Linked DNA regions of Gossypium hirsutum: region 1 is linked to region 2. The links are chromatin contacts, called in public Hi-C maps. All regions are on one chromosome and are shown on one strand. The core of a region is the stretch at or near the end of the contact, and the rest is flanking DNA. Distances in the headings are between cores, read along the strand shown. Region 1 has its middle 10 kb from the start of LOC107927111. Region 2 holds the start of LOC107939061.

Region 1 (5,816 bases), core at 2,861-5,360, 250 kb before region 2:
TAAATTGTTCTAAAACTAATGACTCCGTTATCCTAGTAATTATAGAAAAATTACCTAAATCTAATGTGATATCAAAATAATCTAAATTCTAAATAAATATCAAATTATTAACATTTAACCAAAATTAAAAAAAATTAGAACTAATATTTACAAGCCTTACAAAATTGAATAAAACTTAAATTACACATTAACAAATCAATTTAAAAAACAACAAATCCAAGGCAATTTCCATAATCGATCATAATAAAATAATTACACAGTAAAAATAAAAATAAATAGTGGTTTAAGTGTGGATTGCAGTTGTTATATTTGTAGAATTAGGGATGAGCTTGGACTCTCTAATGAAGATGTAGCTTGACTTCATAAAGCCAGTTATGGTACTATTAAATAAGCTATAATATGTTGTTTAATCAAATGACAGCAATCCAAAACCTAAGAACATAGAAAAAAGGGCACTCAACCCATCTTTGGACTTTTAACTCAAACGGGCTTTAATCATTGGGCCACACCAATGTACCCCTTTTTCAAAACATAACCAAAAATTCTTTTATTATTTCTACTTTTCTTTTCCTTTCCTTTTTTAGGCTGAAGAATCATATGTGGATATCTAAATACCCACCATTTCTATGCCATTTTTTTAAAAAAATTCATATTAAATTAAAATTAGCCCAAAATTAATTGAGGGCAAAAAATAAAATAAAATCATAATTTAAAATCAACGATTAAAAGTTAAATTATTTTAAATAAGGTGCTGTTTGATAAACTGAAAAAATTAGTGTTGAAAACGAATTCAAGTTATAATTTTTTTATATATTAATTAAAATTAATTATTGAATACAATTAGATTATTTGATAAATTTATATTTTAAATTATAAAAAATAAAATTCTACATTTTATCTTTAATTTTTAAACATTCCATTTTATTCTCAACAAAAATAAAATTTTAAATATAAAGTTTTTATAAAATAATATAATATTAAAATAAAGAAGATAAAATATAATTAATTGAAAATATTCTTCATTAAGTGATAAATAGCTCTTATCTACTTATTATTTTTTACACTTTTTATAAAACATTCTATCAAATTGTTTTTATTTTGGATTATCAAACATACATAAAAAAAATTAAATCATTGAAAATATTAGTTTTCAATTAATTCAATTTTTACAATGATCTATCGAACAAGGCCCAAAATTCCAAACAAAGTCCAATTCAAGTCTTTAAATTGTGTGAGAGAAATTCAAATTAGTCCCAATTTCAAAATCAAATTTTAATTTCGATTTCAAAACTAAGTTAATTTTAACTTAGCTTTAAAACTAGAATTAAAGAAAAATGATTTTGCTCAAAAATATCATATAGTCCATGTTTTTATGGATTTAAAGCTTCATAAATTCGAAATTGTACAACTTACACAAACTTAGGTGTCTACCTTGAGGGCCACGAAAAAAAAAATTAAGGATTAAATTTATTATTTAAAAACACTTAAATAAGGAAAAATTAGTGATTTTAAAAGTTATCAAAACTGATTAATATAAATAAAAAGAATTTGCATCACCATTCGAGGCGAAAATGTGAAATAAATCTTCTTAAAATAATTAAAAATTAATTAATTTTCTAATCGATAACAACATTCAATTAAGTATTTTGAATAACTAATTGTACTTAAATAAGAGTTGTTTTAGCATTGCTTTTGAAAAGTACTTTTAAGAAATTTAGTTTAAAATTTAAGTGTTTAGTATTGCTATCAAAAAATACTTTTGAAAAATAAAATGTCTATTTTAGACATGATATTATAAAGTAACAAATATACATCTAAATAATGTTCAAATTAGTTCCATTTATGATATTTTAGCAAGAATATAAAAAAAATTAGTATAATTTGTTGTTAATATTTTAATATATGAAATATAAATTTTAAATATTTTAAAGCAATTAATATTAATTATTTATAAAATTTAATTAGAATATATAAACTATATTTTAGATATTTAAATATAACCATTAAATATTTGTAATTAGATATTAACACATTTGTATTATTTTAAGAAATATTTTTTTAATTAATGATTTTATTTTAAAATGTAATTTGAATATATAACTCATATTAGATCTTAACATAACATAGAAAATATAAACCTGACAAATTAAAATATTATATGTATTTGGATTAAAGTTTCAAAATGGGGTAATATTTATAGACCAAATATAAGTATTAAAAATTTTACATTAGCATTTACAATTTAAAATGAATGAAAAATGAGATAAGAAAAATAAAACAATGAAAAAGTAATAATACTTTCAAAAGTGTTTTTTGCTCAAGAAAAGTAAAAGTGCTTTTGAATAAGGGTTTTGAAAAGTCATTCGTTTCGGTGAAAAATTATTTGTTTAGCACAATTTTTCTTCTAAAAGTATTTTTCAAACCAAAAGTTTTTTTTTAAGCATTGCTAAATAGAGCCTAAGCCACTTGAAACGTAACTTTTCCTCAAAGCCCTTGACAGGCCTTAAATGTTGATTTGACATGCTAACATATGACTGACGTGGATAAATAATGTTGTGATAGCTGATATAAAAAAATGATGACATGAAGGACTTAATTGATTTTTAAAATTTATTTTACGAGTTTTTTAGCATTTAAGTTGAAAGTTCTAAAATATTCTTAAACATTAAATATAAAATATAAAAATAAAAAATTATTGAATTTTTTCAAAAAATTTAAAATACTATAAAATGTATTAATGATTTTATATAATTTTCTATCATTTTTTGTATTTTTAAATCAATTTTTTTTATAATTTTTATGATATTTTAATATTTTTATATATGGTTTTTGTAGAATAGTATTAAAATTTTATAAAAAATAAAAAAATAAAAAATATTAAAATTTTAGAAACCGTTTAAAATTATAAAAAATAATTAAAAATTTAAAAATTTCAAGAAAATCATATAAAAATTATTTAAAAGATTTAAAATTTTAAAAAGTATTAAAGTTTATAAAAAAATTATAAAAATTTTAAAAATATTAAAAAAAGTATATATATATTTTTTGTTAATTTTTCAATTTGGAGTTTTTGGCTTCAATAGTGAAGGGACAGAGATGTTGAAGTGTGATTGTGATTGGACTTATGAGAAGTGTCAAGTGATGGGTTTGAATGATGATGACTTTAGTGCTTATGACTTAAATTGATGATGGGTAATGATTTTGGTAGAGGAAAATTGGTAAGGATAAGTTGAGATACGATGCGTGTGAGAGAAAAGAAAAAAGAACTAGTAAATTTTTTTATTTTTTAATAATTTTTATTTTCTAATTTTTACAATATTTTAATAATTTTTTATAATTTCAATTTTTTAATTTTTAATTATTTTTAATAACTTTTTAATTATATTTAAAACTTTCTATAATCTTTTTATAATTTTTATAATATATTTATAACATTCATAATTTTTATAATATATATTTAGTTAAATTTGTTAGAATGTTTTTAAATTTTTTAGGGTCTGTTTGTTTGGAAGTAAAATAATTTTCGGAAAAGCTTTTCAACCTTTTCCATTGTTTGTTTGGCTGAAAATATTTTCCCAAGGGAAAATCAATTACAAAACATGGGAAAAGAACCCTTTAATTTTGGAAAATTTCTTACTGTTTCTAATTTGGTAAGACATTTTCAAGAAAATTAGAAGCCAACACTGATTTTCTACTTCCCCTTCCCCTTCCCCCATCCTTGACACCTGATCTTCTGCTTGTCATCAACCAAAACTGATTCTCAACACCAGGCACCAGCGTTCATCAAAGCTGTTACCCATCTTCGTCTTTCGTTGTCAAAATCTGCACTGGCATTCATCTTCCTCTCTCGAAGGTAAGAACGAAAAAAATTGATATGGGGAAAGGGTGTTGTCTTTTCTAATGTTTAACTTTGGTTTGTCTTTTCTGATGAACCCATTTTTCTTCATTACAGATTCGATCACAGTGCTTATTGCTATTTCATTCCTCAATTCTCAATCCTTTTCTCCTGCTTGAAATTTACTCGGTTTTGATTTTTGTTCGAATTTTTTTTGCACTCTTTTCCCTTTTTACTGGTACTAAGGCGTGAAGACTGCTGAACAGAAGAAGAGGAACTTGCTTTGCTTTCTTGTGATCTATAAAAGCATCTCAGCAACTTTGCTCCAAGTCCGTGGTAGTCTTGATTTCTTTCTACGTTTCTCCTGTTTCTCAGTTGATTTTTTTTATGTTTCTCTTTCTCATCTTATTTCTTCTTTGTTCATAGAACTAGTTATAGTTTAGCTTTATTTTTGTTGGAAATTTATGAAACAAAGAAGATTCCAAGGGTAAATTTATTCATAAAATTACTTATAGTTCCACAACCATTTGGCCTTTTGTTTTGAACTGAAATGGTTATCATGTAAACGACCTGGCCTTTATTAGTTTTACTTCACAGTTGACATATTTAATCCACAACTGTGAAGTGTGTCAATTACTGAAAGCATTTGTGGATTGCAACGGATGGGTGCACTTTGTGAATATAAGATATTGTGTCTAGTTAAAAGCTGATCTTTGCGCACTTGAATCAAGTGCTTACCATACTCTTCATTTCATGAAGCTTATGGTACTGATGGAGCTAGAAATCGCTTGAGCCACTCTAAATCCCCAGGCCATTTACCTTATGGTGGCAACTCATTTAATTCCTACGATGGTCATAATCGAAACATGGGAGCTTATAGAACTGAGGGATGGGATACTGAGAGACGGGGATCTGATTTGCAATCTTACAATCAGTTTGACTACCATGCCTTCCCTCAAACGTTAGATGAGTTGGAGTTAGAATTTAAGAGAGAGGCAATGGAACTTGGAAGAATTCGTGATAAGGAAGAAGATGAAGAGAATTATAAGCATCGGGAGGTAAGATGTTTATCTTGTTTGACTATCGTGTGTGCTTTTGGTGCTAAATGGTTTCTTTGACAAGCCTATATCCTTCTGAGATAAGGTAAATTTTTTATAACTTAGTTATCAATGTTGGATTGTAGCTTTCTGTACTGTTAATTAACTACAATGAACACCATGAAGTTCAAAACTCTAAAGCCAAAAACAGATGTTTTTGTTCTTACTTTGTTTCTTTACTGAAATATCTTTTGGAGTGTTTTAGCATTTTCTTGATTTATCATGCAGGCAACCTAAGGGTAACTCCTGAGGTCACAAGGGATGTTTGCTTGTTGGCTAGAATGATGGCTGCCAATTTGTACTATTCCCAGATTGAGGATCTGATGTCTGAGGTATTAAGCTAGTCCATCGAACATGCTTTATAGAGCTTTTCTGAAAGGACCTATTTTAGGCAAATTCTTTTCGATGTCTTTGCAGTTGTCCATGTGGCGTTGCAGTGATGAGCTTCGTGTTCGTGCCGATGAACTTCATAGATCCTTAAGGAGAGATGCTAAACACTGCATCGGTATACACGCTAGTTTCTGTTTTGTGTTCATTTTATTCTGAATCTAGATTATGCACTTTCTACATGATTAAATAGCTTTGCAGAATGGACTGAAGTTCTTGTTATCAGAATATACTTTGAATTGAAGTATAAAGACTTTTTCTCCCTCGCCAATTCTCCATGAAGGGATAAGATTTTTCTTTAATGTATGTTATATAGCATGCTAAAAGATTGAATTTAGACTAAGTGACTTGGAAATGGTAGTATCTACATATATTTTGTTCAATGATCTGTTATGTTGGTTAAGTTCTAATTGATGTAACTCTTGATGCAGAGTTTTGGAAACAAATCCCTCCCTACCGTGTTATTCTTGGTGATGTTAGGGACAAGCTGTATCAAA
Region 2 (6,423 bases), core at 2,867-5,366:
TGACATTAATATATAAAAAACATGTTTAAAATGGTCAGAAGATATCATACTATCACAATTTATATAATGGCATGTATAGCTAGACTCATATTTGCTACGTTAGTCCAAGAAAAATACTAAACCGTAGCTTTGATACTAATAAATATAACATCCCTAACCCATAACCGTCACCGAAACATGGTTACAGAGCATTACTGAAGTTTACAGAACAATTACAGTTAATTTATATCAATTACTATTCATATCTGAAACCAAACATATTCAATCATATTGTCCCTTAAATAGACCATCGAGGCCTAAGTTATGCATTAGAAACAAGACGGGACTAAATCGGGAACTTAGAGAGTTTTTTACGAAATTACAAATTTTTCTTAAGTGTAGGTGACACACGTCCATATGGGTAGGCCATATGGCTCACACGGCCAAGTGACACGCCCATGTCCTAGGCCGTGTGGGTATTCGATGTGAGGTACATAGTTATGTTTCAACCCGTGTCTATACCTATGTAACTCTCTAAATTGGGTCACACGGCCAGCCACACGGTCGTGTGCTAGGTCGTGTGGACAATTTAACTTTCAAAAATTAGGTACAAGATTCTCACAACCAAGACACATGCCCGTGTGCTAGCACACGACTGAGACACACGCCCGTATCTTTACCCATGTAAAGTTATCCAGGCATTCTATTTCTCAATTTTAAGGACGCCGAGGACACATAGCCAAACCACACGCCCGTGCGCATGGCCGTGTGTCATACACGGCTGAGACACAAGCCCGTGTGTCTACCTATATGGACGAAAATAGGTTATTTTCAGGGCCACTTTTCTCACCCAAATTTGCCTTCAACCTACAACAACACTTGAATACATTCACCAACCAATTCAGGACATTAAAACCAAGCTAAAACCAATCTTATGCATGATATATCATCACATGTATTCATGTATTCAAACTTACCTATTTGTATAAACATATAAATTTACCAAAATTCAATCTAGTCATACCAAGCATATATATGTATTAAACATGATATAACCTCATACACATACATCAAACATGCCATCACTAGCCATTCCAATGGCTAATTACAACCAACCATTTACATGCCATCATTGGCCAATTTAACCTATAAATGTCATTATACCAAAAGTTAGTTTGCTTTATATAACAAAAAATTCAAGGGATAGTGTGATGTGACTCTGACCAAGTTCCAACCTTTATGAGCTTTCGATTACTATAAAATAGAGAAAGAAAAATAGAGTAAGCATTTAATGCTTAATAAGTTCGTATAACAAGAATTTAACTTACCAATCATGTTCATTCAAAATAAGCATACAAACATGCATCCAAAACATTTTGGCCAAATGCCTAAACACATGCTCTCATCAAACCAGTTAGTCATGAAATTTCACATGAATATCAATAAATCAAAAATGAGCTCATCATACAACAATTTCCAGTTATTTCAGGGATATTCGAGATATAATTCATTTAAATCTCATATTTTTGTCCGTTGAATCATTGAAATATCGATGAATACTCGGGTAGTAGACACAAGGTGTATAAAATAGTGATCCGTAAATTCATATTTAGAGGTGCTCTTTAAGGCACATAATCGGGAGCACTCTCTCGAACATATGACAGGAAGCTCATGTAACCCATGTAACGGGAAGCTTATCCAGGCTGTATAACAGGAAGCTCATAAGAGCCATAATCAAAAAGCTCATACGAGCTAATAATAGGTAGCTTCGAAGAGCCATTAACGGGAAGCTCCAGATAGCCATATATCGGGAAGTTCAAACGAGCCATTATTAGAAAGCTCCAGAGAGCCATTAATCAGGAAGCTCACAAAGAGCCTTTAATCAAGAAGCTTATGAAGAGCCATATAACGGGACGCTCACAAAGAGCTGTGGTATGTCCGCAACACATGTAGGATCAATACCGATCGAGACGTTCATAGGAACCATGTAACGAGAAGCTCCAGAGGGCTAATAACGGGATGCTCTTTTGATCTTTGGTGTGTCCGCAACATATGCAAGACGACAACCAATTCAGGAAACTTGTATCCATCAAATTTCTTTCATTCATACAGAATTTAATGTTTATCAGACATGTCGGACATATAATTATTTTCATGTACATAACAATTTCATAGTTCACATAGACATCATTCAATTCAAACATATAATTACACAATTAAGTTACACAAACTTTCCTCGACACTTGTTCGTATACGAGAATCTACTAATCTTACACATTTTCTTTTCCTCAATCTAACTCTTTATTTGGTCTTTTCGGATCTATATAAATAAATTTAATCATCAATTTATTACATTTCATATTCAAATCAACCCAATTCACATCTTAGGCAAAAGTGTCATTTTGCCCCTATACTTTTAATTAATTCCAATTTCGTTCCTATGCTCGGAAAATGAAATTCATACATTTTAATCCTTATTTCAAGCCTAACCAATTTGTACATATAAAAATAACAGTCCATGTCTTTCATAAAAATTAGAAAATTTCCCTTAATTTTACATCTTTTCAATTTAGTCCCTAAATCACAATTTCATGGAAATTTCCTTTACAAAAGTTATTTATCTATCAACAACCTTTCATTTTTTACCATAAATTCCAAAATTTCAGCATACTCATCCATGGAAAAATTTTAATACTTTGATAACTTTGCAAATTAATCCCCAACATAGATAGATTGGGTTATTAAGACCTCGGAAATGTATAAATTACTAAAAACGGGATATGATTACTTACCCAATTAAACTTACTTGAAGTTCTATCTCTTAGCTAGAGTTTCCATAGAAAATTTTGGGGACGGTGATAATAATATGATATTTTCTTTTATTTTATTATTTATCATCCTATCATCTTTTTCTTTTCAATTTCATCCTTTTCTTTTCTTAAATTTCCATGGCTGAATCATCATAAATATCTACTAATCCTTCTTAATAGTCTATTTACCATATAAGGACCTCAAGTTTTGAATTCCATAGTTATTTGCTACCTATAGCTACTAGAACTCAACTTTTGTATTTTATGCAATTTGGTCTTTTTATCAATTAAATATGAAATCGGTAAAATTTCATACGTTATTCCTATCATAATGCAGACCATACAATAATTTTAAAATAATTTTAAAATAATTTTTCTTTCTGACTCGGATTTGTGGTCCTGAAACCACTGTTCCGATTTCACTAAAAAGGGACTGTTATAAAAACTTTTACTCCCCTCCCCCTCCCACCTCCCATATACCCCAAATCCATTTCCCACCAATTTTTTTTAATATTTTCCTCCAAAATTTTACTCTCCCATTTACTTTCCATAAAAATTTTACTCCCAAAAGCCCTCAAAACTTTTTATTTTCCCCCAAAATTTTTACTCTCTCCCGCTTTCTCCTAAAACTTCTACTCCCCTCCCATCCCCCTAAAATTTATATCTACTATTTATATTATTAAATTAAATTTCACATTTTGTACTATTTAAATTATTCAATTGTTTAATTATATTGAATATTTATATTAAAATTAAATTATTAATAATGCCGTAAATATTTGTATTAAAATTTTATGTTATCACATTTTTACATTTAATATATTTTTTTAATTTCAAAATACATAATCAGAAGATAATTGAAGCAGCTAAGTAAGCAAAGAAGCTAATTCGTATATAAAAGATTAATAAATAAATCATGAGGTGATGAAAGTTAATAATAAAATTAATTACGATGGGTGACAGTGGTTACAAAGACTTAAAATTATTTTTTAAAAATTTAAATCAAAAAAATATATTTAATTCAAAATTCATCTTATACTCAATTCAAAAATATTTTAAAATTAATAAAATATAATTTAACAATTCAATTAACTCAAAAAATTTTTATTTAATTCGATTTAGCGGTTATCCTTAAGCTGAACACGGATAAGAGGGAAAGGAATTCGCATTGAACGGCATACGCCATTAGGATTGCGGAAGTTTCTTGAAGAGAACGTTCGATACTGCGTGCGTGACTTTGTGAGATGTTTTTTTTATTATATATAATTGATTAATAAAAAGGAAAAAAATCGGTTTTTTAAACGCCTATAAATATGGAGTTGAGTTGAGAACATCAATTCAGAGCACCTCGTCTGTTTTTTAACCTAGCTAACTTTAAATAATTAACAAATCCTTACCCTAAATCAATTCTATTTTCTTAGATTTAGAATTCTCCTACCCAATACAAAAAAGTAATGAAAGGAAACAAGTCTTACGGCAATGGGTCATCATGGGCAGACCAATCGGACTACTCCGATCCAGCGGCTGCCACTAGTACTGCGAACGAGAAGAAAAGCAGCAGCGGTGGGGCAACCGCCAAGTACAAGCAGAAGGTCGGGGATGGGCTTGAGAAGACCAAATCTGTGGCTTCAACTGGGATGAAGAAGGTCAAACAAGGAACCTCCTCTGGGCTTCAATGGATCAAGGACAAGTATCATAAAAGTACCCACAAGCATTAGGATTATTAGACTTTGTTTATATTCCTTTTGGCTTTCCTTTAACTGGTTTTAATTTTATTCATTCATCTACCCATAATGATTTATTCCTCTGTTTTGATGTAAAACTGCAAATTATATCATAATAATAGATCAATATTGCTTTGTTTTATTTTTGGGCAGCCAAAGAGCTCAGTCTGCGAGTATTATATGTATGACTGATGGCGTCTAAAGCCAACCCGGTTCACCGTCTCTTTTATTACAAGGTGTTCTAATTCTTCAAACTGAATTAGATTTTCATGCTCCATGTAACTTAAAATTTGTTCTTATCATCGACAAACTGGCAGGATGTATCGGTTATCTAGATTGCACTCTGCAACTGCAGTGATTATAACTCTGTTAATGACTTAAACTGTTTTCATATATGAATCTGCCAGTTTTGAAACCTGAAAGGCTGAGTTTTTAGTATCTCTCGGTACAACTTTATTAATTATCGATTCATACGATAAATAAAGAGGTGAAAGAAGTGATACATATGGAAAACCATGCATCAGACAAGTTTCTGATAGCTTGTTTGAAAATCTCAGAGATGGTTCAGATGTTAGAAACAGCTTAGAAGAATTTATGGGTAAATTGGTTTGTTTCATTGCAGATGAGTTGAAAGTATGTACCTTCTCATTCTCATTGTCCAAGGTGTTTCCTTTCTTCCTCTAAGCATAGCAAAACCAGAAAAAAGAAAAGCACTTTCATTTCAATGATAAATTAATGTAAGCGGGGGTCGGTCAAGATTTGGACTTGAGGTGAACGTGAAAGCAAGAAAGCCTGCAAGAAGAGAGGTGAGATATGGGGACCTTGTAATTGGGACTCCTATGCTTAAGTCAGTGATATGGCTTATAGGATAAGCGAAAGAATAAAAGAAGATGAATAGTGAAATTAGTAAAGTCGAACTTCCATCTTACCATTCACATGACTGTTGTCTTAACCTTGGATACCAATCTGCTTCATCTGTTTGCTCCTGTCCGTTTTAATCATGTCAGGCGTTCTCAGCCCAATCTTTTGCGGCGTCAAGCTCCATTTTGCTTCCTGACATTCGTCTTTGATAAATGCACTTTTGTCCTCCTACGATTAACTATATATTAAACATAATTCTTGTGGGTCCTTTACTTTTAGGCGTATGGTAGGATATAATTTGACCTGCTAAATACCTAGACCACCTTCAGAGGAGTTTATTGTTTTGGGAATTCAATCTAAAATAGGGTTTATTCATCAGAGAGCGAGTTGTTCGTGTTTGGTTTGAATGTGCACATATCTTGGAGCTTAGTATGGCTAGATATCAGCCAAAATATTCAATTTTCCCTGAGGAAATTGCTAGGCCAGACTTCTCCATTATCGTCATAATATTTACATTAGTGTTAATTGAACTAGTCATCCGATATCATTCTAAATTGGTGTGTTGCAACTCTTACAAGAGGGCAGCACTGATTTTACTATTCCTAGAATTGTTCTAGTTCAATATGTTTGTTTCCTTCCTTGCTGTATTAAAAAAAAAAACCCATAACTAGGGTATATAAATAGAAAAATATTAAAATAATGTAATTAATGAATTCCTCCCGAAAACTTTAAATACCATATACAGGTTACCGAGGATTTAAAATGTAAGGTTATAAGTTAAGGATTACCATACATAAAATTACCATATACAGATTTCCATATATGGATTAAATAGGGTTTAAAATATAAGACTTAAACCTTCTATTTCACAACTGTAATTGATTCGTTATCAAGGACGAAGGAATAAAATTTTAAGTTTGGGTTAAATTTTGAAATTTTAAAATGTCTAAAAATAGTTATATAAACTAACTAGTTTTTTTTTTACTCGTGCAAAGCACGGATTAATATATATATATTACTGTCTATTTATTTAAATATGTTATATTAAA

What was found. Hi-C and Micro-C count contacts between places; a contact is called where the count stands out from the background.
Region 1: a contact with region 2 is called in a Hi-C map of leaf, with 4 times the contacts expected there. The contact joins the enhancer-like site here to the promoter of LOC107939061 in region 2. A contact is called at or near these places in 3 of 34 Hi-C or Micro-C datasets (leaf and petal).

What each region holds. Positions count from the first base shown.
Region 1 is chrA12:12,439,120-12,444,935 of Gossypium_hirsutum_v2.1, reverse strand. It overlaps the pseudogene LOC107927105. Among protein-coding and RNA genes, the nearest start is that of LOC107927111, 10 kb to the left of the region's middle. Within about 2 kb of position 4,110, at least 7 of the 9 cell types and tissues checked have an H3K27ac peak or open chromatin away from gene starts, as enhancers often do. A contact at or near this core is called in leaf, where this site is marked.
Region 2 is chrA12:12,186,866-12,193,288 of Gossypium_hirsutum_v2.1, reverse strand. It overlaps LOC107939061, which reads left to right and starts at 4,116. Exons shown (of 1, transcript XM_016872348.2): 1 at 4,116-4,655. The coding sequence starts at 4,244. The coding sequence ends at 4,507.